Regions from separate parts of the Sus scrofa genome. Here regions 1 and 3 are each linked to region 2. The links are chromatin contacts, called in public Hi-C maps. All regions are on one chromosome and are shown on one strand. Each heading gives the region's core, a stretch centred on a gene start, on an enhancer-like site or on the middle of the called end of the contact. The rest is flanking DNA. Distances are from core to core; before and after follow the strand shown.

Region 1 (2,700 bases), core at 194-2,693, 2.9 Mb before region 2:
ATCTCAGCCAGGAGCCGCGCCTCTTCAGGCATCAGCAGCAGCGGGAGGCCCAGGCGCGAGTTTTGGCGGGGCCCGCGGGGCAGGGCGCCCACCGTGCGGCCCCCTACTCCTAGGCGTTCGCGTAGCGCCTGCACGGCCTCGGCCCCCCACACCAGGGAGCGGCCATTCGCCACCTCCACCACCAGCATCCTCCTGCGGGAGGCCAGGGGCACAGTAGTCACGCCAAGAGCTGCAAGCTCTCGACACCCAGCGCTCCCACCTCCCGGGGAGGGGGTGGTGGGTCTGGACAAAGCCCCTCCCTCGAGTTTCAGGGGGTGGAGCCTCGCTCGGGCCGCGTTCGCCACCTGCGGAGCGGGCCCCGCCCCCTGGGCACCAGGCTCCACCCCGGGCGAGCCCGCCAGGCCCCGGGCGTGACCGAGCCGCCGGGTCCGAGGGACCCAGCGGTCAGCCCTCGGGTCTGGGCTAGTACTGCTGTCCCGGCCTCCGCGCCTCGACGGAAAACCTGCCCTAGCGCAGACCACGCCCTCTTCGAAAGGTTCATCTCGGCAGCGCCCTTCGGGTGTTCCCGTCAGGTGCCGGGACCTCGGAGGCCAAAGCCCCGCCCTCCTCCGGTGGCTCGGGACCTGGCCCCTCCTCTTTCCGAACCAACTCCCGAGGTTCGGCCTCGGGTTCTTCCCGCTGAGTCGCGCTCTCCAAATACGAAGCCCCGCCCCTGCCCGAGTGTTCGGCCGTCCTCGGCTCAGCCGAACCTGCAGCCCCGCCCCTCCGAACCCAAGGGGTACTGCGTTCGAGTGTCTTCGGCTCCCGTCAATCCCACAGCCTGAGGCCCGGCCCCCTCTGGCCGCCAGCGCTCCCCTAGTTTAGGGAGTTCCCGCCGCGCGATCGAACCCCACAGCCGGCGGCCCAGTCCCCTGAGCACATGCTGTTCGTTCTCCGCTCGGGCGGGCTCACCCCACTGGCGAGCGCTCCCTTCAGAATGTGGCCCCGTCCTCTGATAAAACCAGCTAGTCACCTCGTAAACACCAGCTCGCTGTCCCGGCGGTGCCACCCCCTACGTCGCGCGCCACGCGCTGCTTCCTCCACCCCCCATGTCGACCCCCTGCGTCGATTTCGTCACGCCGCCACCTCAGCGGAGCGGGAAGTCTGGGACCCGCCCCACAGGGCCGTAGCCCCGTCTTGCCCTAAAGCGGAGCCTCACCTCCGGCCAGCCCCTCGAAGCCCACCTCCCTCCACCGATTCTGTTCCGCGACTTAGAAATGGGAGGCTCCGTGCGCTGGCCCCGCCCCCTTTGCCCGAGGCCCCGCCCCCTTTAGACCGAGGGGCGCTGTTTGCTCCACCCCCTCAGAGTTCTTCTGAGCCCTGCCTCTTTCCTGTTGGCCAAGTCCGTGGCTCGGCCTCCCTCCTACACAGGAGACTTTGCCTATCAGCAACCCGATTGGGGTGGGACTGTCACTTGCACACGACTACCTCCGAAGGAAACCGACGCGGTGGCTCCGCCTACATCCGGCGAAGCTTTTGGCCCCGCCCACATCCGGACAGAGACTTTCGGCTTGTGGCCCCGCCTCCAAGCCGCCTCCCATCTCTGCTCCGAGGAACCTGAAGTGGAGGCCCCGCCTCATTCCGAGCGCTGAGCTCCAGGCTCCGCCCTCCTTCTCACGTCTGGTCGCGTCCCTAAGAGGCGGAAGCTTCTGGCCCCTCCCCTTTCCGAGCCCGAAACCCCGCCCTTTTGCGTGCCAGTGACTCTTGACCAAGAGTCCTGGTCCAGCAGCTGACTCCTGCTGCCTGCTCTTAGTCCAGGCTTCTTCTCTGCGCAGCCGGGAACCTACCCGGCGCTGCGCACCCGGCCCGACACGGCGCAGCCGAACCGGCCCCCAAAGAGGCGGGGGTAGCGGAGGCGTGCTGGGCGGGGTAGGCGTGGCTGGCCCCGCCGGGCCCGCGCGCTGGGACTGCTTGGCCGCCTCCTCCCCTGCTGGCGGCGTGGAGTCGCGGGCCCAGGTGAGCTGGGGTGTAGAGGCGCCCCGGAGACCGGGAGGGGTCTGGACAGTGCGTGGGTTCGCTGCGGATCGGTGGGTCGATGGGCTGCGGGGGCGGTGCCTGGAGCGCGGAGGAGCTCTGGAGTGGCGTAACCGCCTGTGGCTTTGCCTGGGCCCATCTGACACGCGCTTGGTGCACGCAGCCGGCGCGGGGTTGGGGCTAGGGAGCGGGGCGCGCTCTCGGGGCTTTAGATGAGAGAAGGAACCCAACCTCCGAAAGAGGTGGAGGCTGGAGGCCTGCCTCGAAGAAGGAAGGGCTGGAGGTCTGGAGAGCTGGGTTCTCACTGGGGGAGGGGGAATAAGAGAGGGACTCTGTTCCTGGATCCTCGAAGCTGGAGAGGAATGGAAGATTTGAATTTGTGGGTTCTCAAAGGAGAAGAGGACTGGGACCCCGGGTTCTCAAAAGAGAACTTCTGGGAGTGGCTTCCTTTATCCTGGGAGGAAGGACCTGGAGGTCGGGATTCCTGTGTTCTCAGGGAAGAGGAGCTGAGGATAGGACTCCGTGATCCTCTACAACTGGGAACCAGGGGAGCGGATTCCTGAATCCTCCAAGGGGGAGGGGCTGGGGGCCCAGACTCCGGGGTTCTCACTGTGAACCTCCGCCCCTCCCCCAGAACATGTCACCCGAAGAATGGACATATCTAGTGGTTCTTCTTATCTCCATCCC
Region 2 (2,700 bases), core at 16-2,515:
TTATACCTGCCCATATCTTTACATGCATTTCTATTGTTCATTTTACATACACACACGTGTTCTTTTTCGGATTCTTTTCCCTTATAGGTTATGACACAATATCCACTATAGTTCCCTGTTCTCTGCCATAGGTTCTTATCATTTATCTGCTTTATCTGCAGCAGTGTGTAGCCGTTGATCCCAAGCTCCTAATGTGTTATCAAGGAAGGCATTAACCCACATCTATTACCAATGTATGTACAGCTGTATCACCTCTATTATCCAGATGGGGCCTGATCTAGTCCCATGAGCCCTAGAAGCAGCGGACCTTCTCCGGCTGGAGGCAGGAGGAAGTGCCACAGGCCTGCAAACCGGGGAGATGTGCAGCATGAGGAGGGGCTCAGCCCACCGCTGCCAGAGGAGAGACACATGGAAAGTAGCAGGAGGATGCAGGCGGCATCTCGGAGCCAGTTAGCCCCCAGCTGGCAGCTTAAGGGGCACAAGATTTCCTTTTGAGGTAATGAAAGTGGTTTGGAATTAGATAGAGGCCGTGGGTACACAACGTTGTGGCTGTACTAAATGCCACTTTAAAATGATTAAAGTGGGGAGTTCCCTTGTGGAGTAGCAGGTTCAGGAGCTGGTGGTGGCACCGCAGCAGCTTGGTTGGTTGCCGCTGCGGCGTGGGTTGGACCGCTGGCCTATGAACTTTCGCCTGCCGTGGGTGTGGTAAAAACAAAAAACTACCTTGGTGACCAAGTTTAGGGTGATTATTCCCCCACCTTCCCTTTTGCCTTGTATGTGAGTCCCAGGCTTAGTCCAGTCTGGCTCCTGACTGGATCCTGGAAGGAACCCTTTACCACTCAGACCTGACTCTGTTATTCCTGCTCAGTACCCTGCCCTCACCAAAGAACAAACCCCAAGCTCCCCGTGGCTTTCCGGCTGAACTCTCCAGGCACACCAAGCCCCATGCCATGCCTTAGTGCCCTCCGCTCCACCCTGAAGCCCAGCCTGCTCTGGATAGACTTCCTCACCTCCTCAGCCCCGGGAACTCCCACTCCTCCTTGGGGATTCAGTTCAGGGTTTAAGCCACACTTCCTGGTTATCAGTTAAACTCTCTCACCGTCCCAGCAGCAGCTCACAGCCGAGCCAGCCTCCTTCTGGGGACCCAGCTCTCTAAGGTCAGGACCCCCCCACCCTGGCCCCCAAGAGATCCTCCTAACACTCTAGTCTGACTCTGCTTGTCACTGCCAGGCACACTCGGTGATGGAATGACCTTTCTAGGGATGAGGCACTCCAGGCAAGGACTTCCATCTCGGGAGCTCTGCAAAGCAGTGGGGAGGCGGCCCCTCTTAGTTCACCTCCGTCCTTTGGCTGGTCTCACTGCCCGACCTCAGGCTCTCTCTATCTCCAGCTGGCTCTCTATCCGCCCCCACACTCCCCCAACAGCTGCAATCTGGAAGAAATTACTCTTCAAAACAGCCAGACTTCCCCAGTTTCAGGAAATTCCAAGCTGGCAGGGGGAGGGGCCGGGCTGGGGGGCCGCCCTCCCCGTCCATCCCCCACCCCCTCGGCCTGATCTCCCAGTCCCAGCCTCTTCCGGCCCCCACACTCAGCCAGGAGGGGCCTCAGTGCTTCCACAGCTGCTCTCTGGCCCTTTAAATCCTAGAAGCAAACTTTTGGGGGAAAAGGACGGCTGGGAGGGGCCTGCACCTTAACCCTCCCTGCCCAGGGCGGACGGAGCTGGACGGAGCGGTAACTCTGCTCCGGTTTGGGCTCCTACCATGGCCCCCGAGAGGGGCTGACACTTCCGTTCCTGGTGCAGGTAGAGGAGGGACTCGATGCCAGGGTCTGCCAGGGGTGGGTCTTAGACCTCTGGGTCTGTGGGCGGAGGGACGGGGACCTGGACTCCTAGGTCCGGCGAGGGAGGGGGGCTAGGACCCCTGACTTCTGGAGCTAGGACTCCAGCAAGCTCAGAGGGGGGAGGCCTGAGGAGGTGGCACTGTGGTCCCGGACACCTGGGTCCTGGATCCCCCGCCCGGTTCCGCATGGCACTTCCTCTGCCAGGTGAGATCCCCGCCCGGAGGAAGAAGGAAGGCGCCGACCTGGGACCAGGAGGCGGAGGCAGGCTCCGAACCAAGGAGAGGTGGCCGGGGTTGGGGGGTGGTCTCGGCTTGAGCCTGAGCCTGAGCGCACGCCTGCCCGCTTCAGCAAGGACTGCGAGGTAAGGGGCAGTGGTGGCTTAGGGTCCCTGGTCAGGTCCGGAGGAAAACGGTACAGACGGCCAAAGGGGCTGCGGCCGCTGAAATCCAGGCCTCAGCCACGTGGCCTCAGGAAGCACGCACTGGAGCCCCAAAGGGATCTGGGGAGTCCCCCCGCCCCGTCGGGGCCCCAGCCACCCAGTCGCCTCTTCCAAAGGGCTGAGAACCAGTCCGGCTGGATCTGGAGGGGTTGTTCTGTCTAGGCGGGGCAGCGGTGGGCCAGCTGTGCCCCCCACCTCTGCAGCTGGAGCCTGGGCAGGAAAGGGGCGGGGGGCGGATGGAGGCGGGAGGAGGGCAGCTTGGGGCGGGGGGGGGGGGGGGGGGGGCGGTGCACGCGCAATCGCCGGGTCCCGGTCCCATCCTCGCGCCTGCTCTCTGCTTCCTTTATGTTTGTCGCAAACAACAGCCCCTCTGTACGGAGCTTGGCCCTGTTATGGACTTTTTCCAAGCATGACCTCATTGC
Region 3 (2,700 bases), core at 11-2,510, 2.6 Mb before region 2:
TGGGGGTCTCTATCTAAATGTTTAAGTTGATCTCTCTCCCTCTCCTCCCCAGCTCTATCTTTGTCCCTTCCTCACCTACTCTATTTGTCTCTCTGGCTCTCCTTCTCGTCTCTGGGGGGTCCCTCCCTTCCTCCACGTCTCTCTGTGATTCAGTCTCTGTTCCTCGCTGGCTTGGGAATGCCCTGTGCGTCTCTGTCTGGGGGTTGGCAGGGTCTCTCCGAACGTTGTCCTTGTCGGTTTCCTCCTGTCTCTCCCCTCCGTCGCCCCAACTGCGTCTCTGCCTCTCTCTGGTGGCTCTCGATTCCTCCCCCGGCTGGCCACAGCGTCTTCGTCCAGGCTCCAGGGAGACCCGCACTGTTGCCAAGGGCAACCATGGCCCGCCCGCGGCTGCGGGGTGCAATGCATTCTGGGACTTGTAGTCTGGACCTGCGGATCGGCTGTTCTCGCAACTCGGCCGAGAACTTCCTCTCCCGGCACGCCCCGCGAATAGGGGCGGGGCGCTGCCGTGGAGCCTGGGGATTCGGGACACCCCCCACTTCTTCTTTGGGACTTTTGGGGGTCGGGGTCCGGCTTCCCGAAGCCGAATGGGAGATGAAAGAATCCGAATCCTCTCCTAACCCCCCAACATGGTGTCTCCTGGCTTTCTAGCCCCCCTCAAGGCGTCCGCCGAGGCCCAGGACAGAGGATAGGGGCCGGGGTGGCCCGGACAACCGATCTGGGAATCCCACCGCGCTCTGTTCCAGTTCTGCTTGGGTTCTTTCCCGAGCCACGAGCCTATCATCCTCGGGTTCTACAGCTACTGTGTCAGATGCCTTCCAGACAGAGTTCAAGCTTGGGATGGGGGAGACGTGGGGGGGCGCGATGTCCTCTGAGAAGGTAGGGACTGGAGTAGGTCAGAATTCTGGAGTGGATACTGCAGAGATGGAAAGGAGGCTTTTCCTAACCACAAAGACATGCCCCTGCTCTAGTTAGCCCTCCCCCACTTCTCCAGCGGGACCCTTCCCTCCCTTGCAGTGTCTCTTCCCAATTGCTTTTGCCGATGTAGGTGGTGCAAGAAATGGGTTGCATGATCCCGGAATTTGCCCAGATTCATGTTTCTTTGGGATTCTCATCAGGCCGGAGAAACAAAATTACCTGTGAGAGATTCATTGCGGAGGAATTCATTTGCTCATCAGGGTGTTCTCTTGACCAGGTGTGTCAAGGAGCTTAGAACTGAGGGTAAAACGGAGCTGGGAGTGGGGATACAGGCAGGATCAGATGCTGAAGGCCTTGACTGAGGGCCGTTGGTATTACCTGTGGGCCACCTGGAGTAGGATCTAGAAGGATTTGAGCAGGGGAGGGCAGGATCAGATCTGGACGTTGAAAGCAGAGTATCCCTCCAGGAGGGCCAGGATGTGCTAGAGGTGGGATGAAGGAGGCCAGGGCCATAGCTCAAATGAAACAAAATGAAAGGAACTTGTGGAGAATGGGACAGATAAAAATAGGATTTAAGAGGAGGAAGAGACAGTATGTGACCAGCCACTGACTGACTGGTAAGAACGAGTGCCTGGGTTTTCAGCCCTGAGAGCTTATTCCTGAGAAGTGGGGAGCCAGAAAAGCACTGATTTTGGAGGAAAGATGCTGCACATTGAGAACAAAACACTGAATTTCTGAAGTGCTCATGCAACTTCCACAAAGGAGAAATCTTGTTCATTTCTATTCCAACTAGCTCTCCTGATTTGAGTGAGTAATTTAGAAAATCCAGACACAGGTAGTCCATCTCCCCTACCCCTCCTCATGAGACCAAAGTTCTCTTGGCTCCAGCCCCTTTCTCCTACCAGACGCAGGAATCTGGGCCTTGCCCTCTTTTCTGGAGCCCATCCCGATAATAAAGCAAGCACAAGTCTTTCTTTTATCTTTATATTGAGTTTTTTTAAAAAATGAACATGATGGATGTGGGAGAAGGGACAAGGCTTCTCTCTCTGATTGACAGCAAGGCCTGATGGGAACCAGAAGCTCCGGGGAATTAAAAAAAAATAAAATATATATTTATACATTTATATAGATCATGTTAGGCGTGTGAGTCCCAGAGAAGCAGGAAGCAGCAGCAGAAAGCAAACTAGCACGCAGAAACACGTGTGTGCACCACACACTCAAGCAAGGCAATTCTTTTCACATTGGCACAGCAACCATTCCCCACCCCCCGAAATAAATGTTTTGAAAAAAAAAAAAAAAAAGAATATCAGCTTAATATCAGCTTTAAGGCTGGCAGTGGCCATTTTTTTTCTTCTCCGGCAAAAGGCAGGAGATACTATTTTTAACACTGAGGCTGGAGGGCGGCATCACTGCCCCTCACACCTATTTCACTCCAAGACCCTGCACTTTTTGCCAGCTCCTTTTTTGGCACCTCAGGGAGTAGCCGGGATGGAAGGCCTCCAGTCCTTGCTTCCTTTAAGATGGCCTGTAGGCAGTGGGCTTTTGGAAGCTCGGCAAAAATTCTGGATCCAATCCCAGGCGAGGCTGAGCACCAGGTGGGGCCTAGGGCGCCAGGATCTATGCTTGAAGCCTCCAGCCCACTGGGAATTCCTGACCTCCAGCATTTTATTTTTGAACTTAAGGAGGCAAGGTGCATTGTATACCCCTCCCTCCTGAGAGAAAGGGGGCCCGATCCCTAGCTACCCACCCCCGCCCCCCAAACACAAGCACAAACACATACACACC

Evidence for each region. A called contact is a pair of places that touch in the nucleus more often than the background predicts.
Region 1: a Hi-C map of embryonic fibroblasts shows a contact between it and region 2, with 1.7 times the contacts expected there. The contact joins the promoter of MBOAT7 here to the promoter of CDC42EP5 in region 2. A contact is called at or near these places in 1 of 5 promoter capture datasets (fetal liver) and 1 of 47 Hi-C or Micro-C datasets (embryonic fibroblasts).
Region 3: a Hi-C map of liver shows a contact between it and region 2, with 4 times the contacts expected there. The contact joins the promoter of PRKCG here to the promoter of CDC42EP5 in region 2. A contact is called at or near these places in 3 of 47 Hi-C or Micro-C datasets (embryonic fibroblasts, heart right ventricle and liver) and 1 of 2 datasets of contacts at active chromatin or transcription factors (skeletal muscle).

Annotation. Positions count from the first base shown.
Region 1 is chr6:55,938,013-55,940,712 of Sscrofa11.1, forward strand. MBOAT7 (lysophospholipid acyltransferase 7) reads left to right here and starts at 1,444. Exons shown (of 8, transcript XM_003127417.5): 1 at 1,444-1,995; 2 at 2,648-2,700. The coding sequence starts at 2,651. It overlaps TSEN34 (tRNA-splicing endonuclease subunit Sen34), which reads right to left and starts at 1,475. Exons shown (of 5, transcript XM_021094875.1): 1 at 1,199-1,475; 2 at 1-192. The coding sequence starts at 188.
Region 2 is chr6:58,851,161-58,853,860 of Sscrofa11.1, forward strand. CDC42EP5 (cdc42 effector protein 5) reads left to right here and starts at 1,266. Exons shown (of 3, transcript XM_021094975.1): 1 at 1,266-1,801; 2 at 2,044-2,200.
Region 3 is chr6:56,234,423-56,237,122 of Sscrofa11.1, forward strand. It overlaps PRKCG (protein kinase C gamma type), which reads right to left and starts at 1,261. Exons shown (of 19, transcript XM_021094907.1): 1 at 1-1,261. MYADM (myeloid-associated differentiation marker) reads right to left here. Exons shown (of 6, transcript XM_021094908.1): 6 at 1,884-2,700.